Regions from separate parts of the Rattus norvegicus genome. Here regions 1 and 3 are each linked to region 2. A link is a contact called in public Hi-C data. All regions are on one chromosome and are shown on one strand. The core of a region is the stretch at or near the end of the contact, and the rest is flanking DNA. Distances in the headings are between cores, read along the strand shown. Region 1 holds the start of Rhoc (ras homolog family member C). Region 2 has its middle 6.4 kb from the start of Wnt2b. Region 3 has its middle 23 kb from the start of Ppm1j.

Region 1 (3,770 bases), core at 795-3,294, 190 kb before region 2:
TAAAAAGATTTATTTATTATATATGAGTACACTGTATCTGTCTTAGATACACCAGAAAAGGGCATCAGATCCCATTACAGAGGGTTGTGAGCTTGCTGGGAGTTGAACTCAGGACCTCTGGAAGAGCAGTCAGTGCTCTTAACTGCTGAGCCATCTCTCCAGCCCAAGCTGGGCCTCTTAAGTCTGAGTGTTTTGACTCCCAAACACTCCTCCAAGCTTCCACGCCTCAGTAAAGTGTAGATAACAACACTGTCTTGTAAGAACTAAACATGGAGTGGGCAGGGCGGGCAAGGTTCATGAAATAAAGCTTCAAGAACTGTTAGCTATGTTCAACTGTGTTCTTCATTCGGACTGTGAGTTTGTTTGTTTACTTTTATTTATGTTTTGTTCAAGATAGGGTTTCTTTATGTAGTCTGGGCTGTCATAAAACTAGCTCTGTAGACCAGGGTGGCTTCAAACTCAGCTATCCTCCTGCTTCTGTCTCCTGAGTGCTGGGACTAAAGGCATGCACCATCACTGCCTGGCTAGACTGTACGTTTTCAGAAGGCAGAGTTTCATAGCTAGCTTAGTTAGTACATAGCTTTCAGTTCACATCCAACCACTGTTTACTGTATGAATTCAGAGTCCTGGAGGCCAAAGTGCCCTTCACCTCAGTTATCTGATTTATCAAATGTATGTATGATCTGTGCTTCCAATCCTGAGTGAATGTTTAGGTATGTGTCTGCCTGGGTTTGAGACAGTTTCACTCCACAGCCTATGTTGGCCTGGAATTTGTGGCAACTCTGCTCCCTCGGGAGTGCTGAGATTACAGGCATGAACCACCCGCCCAGCTGTACCTGCAGTAGACTCCATGCATTTATTCTGGCAAATCTTTGTTGAAACCTATGATGAGCAGAGGTTGGTTGGATGGTGCAGGGAGCAGGTTGGAGCGGGAGCATGGCAGGCAGCATGGAGCCAGCACATGCCTGGGTGTCCCACAGGCCTGACTGTAAATTTGACTGACTGATAAGAGTTTTTGCTACAGGGTCTCAATGTAGCCCAGGACGGCCTGCAACTAACTCCTAGAGATCCACCTGCCTTAGCTTCTTGTGTGTCACCATAGCTCACCTCACTATAAATTCCTGCTGTCACAAATCGTGACACATCTCTGGGCTTCACTTTCTTTACAGGCAAAAGGGAACTGGTGAACTTATTCCAGAGTAGAGACCTGTGTGTGTATAAAGTATCCAGCACTAGCAGTAGACTTCCTTATACACCCACTTCTTTAGCCCTTTATAAGGAAGGAGATATATGATCAGGTAAGTAACACGTCAGACTGGGATCAACAACACAACAATACAATAGGAGTATGAGGTCAGTTTCCAGTCGAGGACACAGAAGCACTTCCAGGAGTGTGCTGTTAACAGGACGTAGGGAAATTCCCGGTGAAGGAAGGAAGGGACTTGTAAGGCGATGGTAGTTGGGGACTGTAGATCACAAAAGGCCTCCAAGGCTCCGGTTAGCGTCACGTTGCATTTACTGCAGTGATTCCTGGAGAAGAGAGTGGGCAGCTTCTGCATAACCCGTCCCCTCGGTTACGGCTAGGGGGTAGGAGATACTGGAACGTCGAGGGCTGCTTGGCCACGGGAGGGCAGCAGTGGCCCTCGCTGACCCCACCCTGGGAGTCGCTCAACTTTCCCGAAGCGGGTCCGCCCCCCCACGGGTTGGAAGTGGGGCAGAGGCCGAGTCCTCCGGGGGTCCCACCCGCCCTCTCATCACCCAGCAATCCAAACATTTCTGGACATGGTCCCTCCAGCTCCAGCCCCACGCCCCATGCCGGGTCCTGAGCCGGGGTGACCTGCGGCCACCCGGGGCCCAGAGCGGAGGCGGGCCATGCTAAGGGCCGCCCCCGTCGACCCCCCTCCCCTTGACGGACCCGCCCCGGAGCGGTGCTGGAGAGTGGGGCGGGGCTCGGGTCAGTCTCAGCCTCCGGCACCGGCCGCGCAGCTGGAGGCGGCGGAGCAGAAGGTACGGGGCCCCAGCTGGTGGGTGGCGAGGCGTCGTGGGAACTGACCTCGGAGGAGAGCACTTTCCTGCTTCCCGGATCGCTCGGGGAACGGCTCAGGAGGGGGTTCCGGGCGGGGTATGGGAGAGCGTCCTGTGCCGCGGGGCAGGCGCTCTCGCCTCCTGAGCTCTCGAACCACAGCCCAGAGCCCCTTCCCTTTCTGAGTCTTGCCTCTCCGGACCTCCCTAGCTGGGCCAGGAACACACTTGGATCTCCCTGAGCGACTCTACCCAGAAGCTCCAGTTCCGGGCGGGGAGTAAGGAACAGGGCCTCAGGCTGGCTAGGGGTGGGAGTTCTGGCCTGGGATGGGGAATGGCGGGAATAGGGGCGGGATGTGACCATTGGGGGCTGCTACTGCTTGGCGGGTCAGGACGCCGCCCTAGACGGGTTTTGGAGCTGATCTGAGCTAAGAGGTTGAGAAGACTAGGAAAGATCCTGCTCCTCTGTGGTGTATGTGGGTCTGAGAGTGAAAGGGGGAGAAAAAAAAAGAACAAAACACCCCAATCCCCAACTCTGCCTCCTACCCTTTTGGGAGTGTTAGGGGGTTGGGCAGAAAGCTGGGGCCCGGATCTTCCTTCATGGCTTTAAAGTTAAGGAAAAGGTGTTGCCCAAAGAGTGATTCTTGCCTAGATCTCAGGGGAGCAGAGTACAAAGGCCTGTTGGATCACCTGGAAAAATCAAGAGAGTATTAAGGAGGGCTAATGTCTTGTCCCAGGGAAGGTCCCAAAAGTTCCAGACCCTTCTCCGGGGCCCTGTGTGACATTTCATTGTCTCAGGGTTAGTGGGGCAGTTCCTCCGGAGCCGCCTTTCACAGGGAGTGTTAGCCAGACCATCATGCCATTTTGGCCTTGGGCCTAATGTCCTGGTTTGGCCTGAGTCCCCAATTCTTCTGGCCTAAGCAGAGCCTAGATGCAGAATCTTCTAAGCTGGGGGCTCTAACCCAGCCACGGAGTTCCGGCCTCTGCCTCCCACCGTCAGATGCCCAGTCGCCTCGCTGCTGTGGGACAGCCGTGGCACATGCATGGGGACGTGACTAGTGTTTAGTGTTGTCACGCTTCATCTACACTGCCTACCCTGGGTTGGGGTTGTCTCCGCCAGCCTGTATACAGCCTGACTGGTTGAATTAATGGGAGTAGGTGCGGGAGTTGGAAGCAATCCTGTAGGTTGGTTACCTGGGTACACCTCTCAGATCTCACTTTTGAAGGAGATAGGCAACAGAGTGAATGCCTTCTTCCCAGCCTTTTGGGGGTACTCGGGAAAACCCCTTGAGGTGGGGGGTGGGAAGTGTGTCTGCACATACTCAACTCCTATAAATTCTCTGTGACTCATGTCCTCTTCCCTCACATCCCAGTTGTGTGTGTGTGTGTGTGTGTGTGTGTGTGTGTGTGTGTGTGTGTGTGAGAGAGGAACCACGCTGGGGCCTGATGCTGAGAAGAGCCAGCCTGGGGCAGGGATACTCTGCTTCTAAAAGGCAGGCACAGGCCAGGGTTTGAGGTGGTGGCACGTAGGGAGTAAAGGAGTTCAGTGGAGCCAGACAGGATTGGGGACTGAAAGGAAAAGCCAAGTTTGGGGCCGAGATCAGGTTACTGTCCCCTTCTTAACTGCTCCCCGCCTGGTCAAGGCTCAGGCTGATCCTCACTAGTCTTTTCTTTTGAGGCTCCTCCCAGCCCGGGCTCTAGCCCCCTCCCCCACAGCCTTCTCTAAAGCTCTACTCTGGAGCTGTCTG
Region 2 (3,910 bases), core at 921-3,420:
TAAGGAGACTAGAGCCAGGCAGTGGACAGGCTGAGTGCCATCTTGGGCAAGTGGCCCAGGCTGTGCTACTGGGATCCTGGGTGGTCACTGGCCAGCCTCTCCTCAAAGAAAGGTTCTGCCTTTGCCCCAATGTGACTGAATCCTGTAGGCTAAGCACTGAGCTCTCTTTCTTGCCTGCTGCTTGCTCTGGGTCCCAAACTGATCTGGATGTTAGAGTGCCCCCAGTGAGCCCAAATCCTGACTTTACCCCCTTTCACATGGCCTTTCTCCCCATCTCTCCTCTGGGGTACTATTTTCTTAAGCTCGTGACTATGTGTCTAGTCCTAGTCCACGGTCTAGGTTTGCTTCCTGTCTCCCTTGTCTGCCTTTTCTTACTGTCCAGATATTTGTCTGTCCCTCTTTCTCAATTCTGTCACTTGGCCTCTCCTGGTTGGCCTCTGTCTGTCTGTGTCTGTCTCCCTATCCCTCTGTCGTCCCCCCGCCCCCCGAGAGAGGGGGTGGAGGCACAACTGTGATCCATATCCTTTTTTTCTTTTCTCTCTCTCCACCATTGGTTTCTCTGTGTCTTTTAAAAAGACTAACCAAACAAGCAAAACTATCTTTGTGGCTTTCTGAATCTCTCTGGTACCTGCCTACCTGACTCTCTATGTTCTCTGGTATGTGACTTTAACTGCCCTCAGCTCCAAGAGCCAGAAAAGATTTAAAAAAAAAAAAAAAAAAAAAAAAAGCTTTCTACCTTCAACTCAACGCAGTACTTGGGCATTATTTACAATACTGTAAGTCACTTTCCCACGTTGGGCCTCAGTTTCCCCACTGGAAAGTGAATGGAGAGCTAGTTTCTGCTGGGGAAGGTCCTCTGTCTTTCTCTTCTTTCTTTAGCATGGGCCATTCTGTTATGCCCCAAGGCCTCTGTCTCTCTGTTTCCTAAATCTGACCCTGAAGCCTGGACTCTAGCGTCTTAGGGACGCCTGTGGGGTGAGGTCTCTGTTAGTGTCAGCCAGCAAGGCCCTCAAAGCAAGATTCGACACTACTCCACTCCTTAAACATCAGTAGACAGGGTCCTTTCTGGGGCCATGTCTGGGATACAAACCAGATTAGCTCATCTCTCTAATCCTCTTTGTGCTGGAGCCTCTGCCCTGCAGGGACACCCACGGCGCTCCCCGTGTGTGTGTGTGTGTGTGTGTGTGTGTGTGTGTGTGTGTGTGTGTGTGTACACGCGCGTGTATGTGTGTGCGTGCGTGTGCGCGCGCGTGCGTGGGTGTGCGTGCGTGTGTGTGGGTGTTTGTTCTTGGAGAGGCAGGGCACACAAGGTTCTCTCCTCTGGTACCCCCACCTACGAGTAAAGTCCAAGCCAGCAAGCCTCCCTGTGTGAAAAAAAAGTCTGAGGCCTGAGCCAAACTAGCCTCCCACCTCCATTCCAATCTCTTCTGTAGCCTTTCCAGGACTGGATTATACATTTCGGACATCCCCCTGTTCCCGAACAGTCCAGAATCTACCCCTCTTCGACGCATAGCTCACGGCCTAATTGTGTGTACTTTTCGGTCATTTTAGGACTTGGCAATCCCTTCTTGAAAAGCCCAGAACTTGCAGAAGGACATAGGGAACGTGGGGGAGGGGTGGGAGTGGGGGAATGAGGCTGGCCCTCGGCATTACACTCCAAATTGGAAGCCTCCAGCCAGTCCCTGAATTTTCCTTGGAGAGATCTCTCTGGGCTGATAAGATCAAAGCATTCCCTCTGCCAAATCATTACCTTATTTTCGAGGCAATTACAGAACTTATTGTATCAATTAGCCAGGTCTCCAGCTGCAGCTGTTTATCGCTGGCTTTTGGTGCGCTGGCTAAGGGTCTGCCCTGCCGTGAAAGCCCGGAACCAGAGAGAAGGGCGGGGTCGGGGCCGAGAGCGCCCCGCGGCTGTCTGTGGGAATGGGCAGCGGAGGGCGGGAGGGCGCCCAGGGGAGTGGAGCCCGCGGGCCACTCTCGCTGCGATCGCTCTGTTCTGGGCGTCACAACGCGCGGATGTGGCCCAGAGAGACGCCGCAGACCCAGGGGTGAGGCAGGTCGTCGGGGTCGGGCCAGGGTCGGGGTTCCGTGGAGACCCGACTGAGCGAGCCCAGACGCCCAGCCCTCTGCGACGCTCGCGGCCGGCTGGAACGCACCCCTTGCGCAGGGCGCCCCGCCGTGGCGTTTTCTGGAAGGACAGAGGGCCGAGCTTCATTTTGGGGATTCCTGGTTTCAGGGCTGGACACGGAGAAGGGAGATGTTCCCAAGAGTGGAAGAGTGGCGTTCAGGGATTCCACCAGGACCGAATCGCCTTCTTGTAGAACCAAACGCACCTGTAGCCAGGTTGGATAAGGGATCCCTGGACATTCTCAGAATTTTTGCTCTTAGAAACACAAATATTACCGAAGTTTCTCCAGAGAGCTTCTTTTGTTTAGGTGGCTTATAGTCACTCATTGGATTCATACGAACACAGGGACAAATTTATAAAGCTCCTGATGGCCGAGGCGGCCATGAGCAACAAAAATAAAAGCATTTCTGGATAGTAATTCAAAAAATAAAATAAATATCCATGAGTCTGAGTTAATATAAACAAACAACTGAACAAATAAATAAATGGGGAAAGGACAAATCTCCCTCATAGAAAGACTTCCAAGTAACTTATGTAGACACTGCACATTCGATGACACGAAGTATAATTAATCCTTAAGTGTGGGTTGCGCATTCTGACATCTTTCCAACAAATACAACACAGCTATGGAGGATGGAAGGGAAAAAGAATTTTACCACGGGAGAAACTTGACAAATACTTCAGCAGGGCCATCAGGCTCAACATTATTGGAGTCAGGGCGATAGTTTTTGCCCCAGTGACAAAAATAACACTTGAGTCTCTTGTCGTTACAGAGCAACATTTGTTGCCAGAGAGATGGTAAAACGGCCCAGTGAGTTGGGAAGGCAGTTAATGCTATATACTCTTACCATGTGATCAAGTTAGTGCGCTCATTCATTGGGATGGCTACAAAACCCTGCACACTGACGCTGATAGCCAATCTCTCCGTAGCTGACAAGACTGGGGAGCAACTGACATGCCCTTCAGAGATGAATGGATACATGAGCTGTGCGTGTGCGAGAATGGAATGTTTTAGTGATAAAATGAGCTATCAACAGACGTGGAGGAGCTTCCCTTGGATATCACTAGCAGAAAGAAGTGGATTTGAAAGGCTGTGGTTCCAACTGTGCATTCCTGGCAAAAGGCAAAACTATGGAAATGATAGTGTCAGGATTTCCTCCTCTGTGATCTCTTTTGTAATCCTAGTGTCACAAGAAATCATGAGAAAAATATCAGACAAACTCCATCTGAGGAATTTTCTTTCCTTTCTTTCTTCCTTCCTTCCTTTCTTTCTTTCTTTCTTTCTTTCTTTCTTTTTTTAGACAGGTTCTTGCTGTGCAGTCCAGGCTGGCCTTGAACTCTCAACCCTTCTGCCTCAGTCCACCTCATGCTGGGGTCATTGATATGCATCATTACATCCTGCTGAAAATAAATTCCTTTTTTGCTTCTTTTTGTAATATGCTGGGGATGTTATTTCCAGAATGGAGCCTGGAAAATAATGAGGACATTAGGAGGAAATAGAGGAAAGCTGCTGTCGTTGTAAAAATATAAAAATAAAAGAGTCTTTTATCCCACTAGATCCGGCACAGAAGTGCCCCAAGATATCTGCTGGATATCTTAGTCTCAGTCAGCAAAGCCTCTCACCCGCTTTGCTCCATCCCATATCACACTGCCAAAGGCCTCTTTCTGAGCCTGGCAGCAATCTCTCTACCCATCCAGTTCCCAAGGCAGAAACAGACATCCCAACTCTGAGGCATCTCACACACTGTCCAAAATTCAATTCTCCACATGAAAGACCACAAG
Region 3 (4,042 bases), core at 592-3,091, 220 kb before region 2:
TCATGTTCACTCTGGTTTTTCCCAGATGTCTGTGCCTCTGGCTGTGTTCTCCCTTTTATCTACATTAAACCTTCTGCTCTACCATACCCAGGAGCAGCCGTGTCCTTCCTTTTTATTTCTTTGTTCCATTTGATATTTAGTGTGTTGTGTTGGGGCAAGTGGGGACACTGATCCTGTAATACAGCACCATGTGGAGGTCAGAGGACAACTTGCAATGTGTCAAAGGATGCAAGTTCTCTCCTTTCACCATGTATATTCTGGGAATTAAATTCCTTACCTGCTAAGGCATCTTCCTGCTTCAAGTAAGTGTATATTTACAAGTGGAAAATTAGCGATAAGCATGAGGTATTGCTGTTTTTAATATACATTTGGGGATATAAAGCTTTAGTACAAGTCAAATGTTTTCAGTGAACAAGTTGGGGCAGCTCAACTTTATAACAATTAAAAATTAATCTGAGGGCTGGAGAGATAGCTCAGTGGTTAAGAGCACTGACTGTTCTTCCAGAGGTCCTGAGTTCAAATCCCAGCAACCACATGGTGGCTCACAACCATCTGTAATGAGTTCTGATGCTCTCTTCTGGTGTGTCTGAAAACAGTTACAGTGTGCATACACACACACACACACACACACACACACACACACACACACATATAATAAATCTTTTAAAAAGTTAATCTGAGGGCTGGAGAGATGGCTCAGTGTTTAAGAGCTCGGGCTATTCACTGGAGGACCCAGTTAGATTCCCAGCACCCACAAGTGTGGCTCACAACGTCTGTAACTCCAGTTCTAGGGTGATCATACAGGGGGTAACATACAGGCAAAAACCCACACACAAAAAAATAAATAAATAATTAAAAAGAAATAAAGAGTTGGGGATTTAGCTCAGTGGTAGAGCGCTTGCCTAGCAAGCACAAGGCTCTGGGTTCGGTCCCCAGCTCCGGAAAAAAAAAAAAATAAAGATAAAAAGAAATAAAGAAACAGGACTAGAGAGATAGTCCAGTGGTATTTACTGCTCTGCTAGAGGACCCTGGTTTAATTCACAGCATTCACATGGAGTCTCACATCTGTCTGATTCCAGGAGTTTCTACACACTCTCCCTACAAGGGTATCAGCTATGTATGAGGTGTATTTATATACAGGACACACACCCACACACACACACACACACACACACGAATGCACATAACACACAGAATAATTTTAAAAAACATTTAAAGACAAAGTCAGATTGCTTCAAAAGTGAATTCGATCAACTTCGTGTCTCTGCCTCCTAAGTGCTGGGTTTGCAAAATGCACCATAAGCTAGGCTTCTGCTGTGGGGATAAACTCGGGGATTCGTGCCTGCTAAGTAAGCACTAACTCTATCGTCAGAGACGTCCTCAGCTCCATCATGAAATTCCGATCACGGAAGTACTACAAGCCTGTGAAAACTCAGCTAAATATCCACATCAAATAGCAGTATTTTATTGCATGTAAGATGCACTTTAACATTGGTTAGAACGAAACCAAAACCAAGGAGGTGAATCTTTTCACTGTCCCTCAATAGACATTATCAGCACGCACCCTTGTATTTCTTCTTACCCACAAGACCTTGCTTTGGGAAGACTTTCTCCAGGAGCCGCCCGGCCGGGCTTTGAGAGAAGTCGGGGGTTAACAGGGAGCGGTTCTGGATGGGGAGCGGGGGTTGTGCGGGTTGACCGGCGCCCGGCAGTTTTGCGATTGCGGCACCTGGCCTGTCCTAACGCGAGGGGGCGCTGCGCGTCCAGACTCCCGGGGTCTAGATTGAGCTCTGCGCAGAACCGAGTATGCTTCGCCTGCTGTGGAGGCGTAGGATGATCCGCGCTCAGCTGCGATCCTCCCATCCACCGACCTTGCGCCACGCGTCCCGGGGGGGGTGGGGTGACAAAGGGGTAGGAATCGCTGGGAGTGAAAGTTTAACCCCACAGGCTAAGTGGGAAGGAGGGCACCGCAGTCTTCACAGAATGTATCACTGAACAGCCTTGCCCTGCTCTTAACGGAAGACAAATTTCCTTCCCCAAATCTTACCCATATCTCTTAACTTCCCCGGATCCTGCGTCTGTATCCATCCCATCTAGGCCCTACTTCTGCCTCTCTGACATCTTTTAATTGACTAAAGCCTACAGTTGCAACGAATTGTTTCTTTTTTTCTTTTTTTTTTTTTTTTTTTTTCGGAGCTGGGGACCGAACCCAGGGCCTTGCGCTTCCTAGGTAAGCGCTCTACCACTGAGCTAAATCCCCAGCCCCGAATTGTTTCTTTTTATGTATTAATTTATTCTCTCATCTATTCTGTCCCCAGCAGTTTCTCCTCCTTTCTCTCCTTCCAGTCCCTACCCTTCCCCACCCCCCAGCGCCCCAACTGCACCTCCTGGCTTTCCCATCAGAAAAGGGCAGGTCTCCCAGGAATATCAACCAAATGCTGTGTATCAAGTTGCAAGAAATCTTAACACCTCCCCTTATATTAAGTCTGGATGAGGCAACCCAGTAGGAGGACAAGGGTCCAAGAAAGACTTCCAGTGGAGGGCCTGGGGCACCAACCCAGCCACAGAACCCTCGACCTACAATTTGTCCTGCGAGCATGATGTGCTGGGGTGGCACAGAAATTGTGTCCATCTTGAGATCTGTGCGACGAAAAGAAGCCCACACCTGACACTACCTCAAGAATCAGAAACCAGAGGCTGGGTGGCCCAGAGACCCAGAATAGAACCAAACATGTCCAGGAAAAAAAAGTAAAGAAGGGCTGGAGATATGGCTCAGTGGTTAAGAGCACTGACTGTTCTTCCAGAGGTCCTGAGTTCAAATCCTAGCAACCACATGGTGGTTCACAACCATCTGTAATGGGATCTGATGTCCTCTTCTGGTGTGTGTGAAGACAGCTACATTGTACTCATATATAATAAATAAGTAAATGCTATAACTCATAGACAGAAGACTGGCAGGAGAGGCTCCATCTAGCAATGATGGAAACAGAAGCGAGACCGACAGCCAAACATTAGGCAGAACTCAGTGGATCCTGCAGAAGGAGGGGAGGAAAGGTTGTAGGAGACAAAAGGGTCAAGGACATCACAACGAACAAACAAACAAACAAACCACAGAACCAACAAACCTGGACCTACAGGTACTCGCTGAGACTGAACTAAAGTCAGGGAGCCTGCGTGGGTCTAACCTAGGACCTCGTCTATATGTCATAGCTGTGTAGCTTGCTGTATTTGTGGGACTCCTAACAGAAGGAGTGGGGCTGTTTCAGATGCTTTTGCTTGTAACCAATTGTTCTATTTAAACTTAATTGAAACACTCTCTCTGTCTCTCTGTCTCTCTCTTTCTCTGTCTCTCTCTCTGTCTCTCTGTCTCTCTGTGTCTCTCTCTCTGTCTCTGTCTCTGTCTCTCTCTGTCTCTGTCTCTCTCTGTCTCTCTCCCTCTCTCTCTCTCTCTCTCTCTCTCTCTCTCTGATTATTGATGGGCAATCAGTTTACCAGCAGTTTATTCTTTAACAATCAGCAACTAAAGCAGTTCCCACTGGTAACTCAATGGCTAACCAGCCATCTTCCTTAGGGGAGGGGGCCAGGATACCCCCCACACCCTCTACCACTACCACCCTCCCTTCCTCATAGGATCAACAGAATAAAACCTCAATCTTCTAGCCTTGAAAATGACTCTGGGTCACTTCAGCCATCAAAACTCAGTTAACAGACTGTGGAGATGGTTCAGTTGCTAACATGCTCACCGCTCACCGCAGAAGCATGAGGACCTAAACTGGAATCTCCAGCACCCACATCACAAAACAAACAAACAAGCAAGCAAGCAAACAAACAAGAACCAGACTGCCCCTGTGACCCTAGTGACGAAGAGGCAGAGAGAGGAGGGTCCCCGGAGCTCACAGGCTGTATAGTCTGAGGTGTCTATGTCTGGGTTCAGTGTGAGATCCCCTGACACTAAAAAAGAAATAAGGCAGAGAGCCAATAGAAGATTGTCAACATTGACTTCTAGCCTCCACATGAATGTGCACACAGAAACGCGTACGGA

The links. A called contact is a pair of places that touch in the nucleus more often than the background predicts.
Region 1: a contact with region 2 is called in a Hi-C map of Schwann cells, with 4 times the contacts expected there. The contact joins the promoter of Rhoc here to the enhancer-like site in region 2. A contact is called at or near these places in 3 of 12 Hi-C or Micro-C datasets (the Rat2 cell line, Schwann cells and mammary epithelial cells).
Region 3: a Hi-C map of liver shows a contact between it and region 2, with 6 times the contacts expected there. The contact joins two enhancer-like sites. A contact is called at or near these places in 3 of 12 Hi-C or Micro-C datasets (liver and psoas muscle).

The regions. Positions count from the first base shown.
Region 1 is chr2:194,973,542-194,977,311 of GRCr8, forward strand. It overlaps Rhoc (ras homolog family member C), which reads left to right and starts at 2,045. Exons shown (of 5, transcript NM_001106461.1): 1 at 2,045-2,300.
Region 2 is chr2:195,161,396-195,165,305 of GRCr8, forward strand. No RefSeq gene overlaps it. Among named protein-coding and RNA genes, the nearest start is that of Wnt2b, 6.4 kb to the left of the region's middle. Within about 2 kb of position 2,171, at least 22 of the 93 cell types and tissues checked have an H3K27ac peak or open chromatin away from gene starts, as enhancers often do. A contact at or near this core is called in Schwann cells and liver, where this site is marked.
Region 3 is chr2:194,941,745-194,945,786 of GRCr8, forward strand. No RefSeq gene overlaps it. Among named protein-coding and RNA genes, the nearest start is that of Ppm1j, 23 kb to the right of the region's middle. Within about 2 kb of position 1,842, at least 32 of the 93 cell types and tissues checked have an H3K27ac peak or open chromatin away from gene starts, as enhancers often do. A contact at or near this core is called in liver, where this site is marked.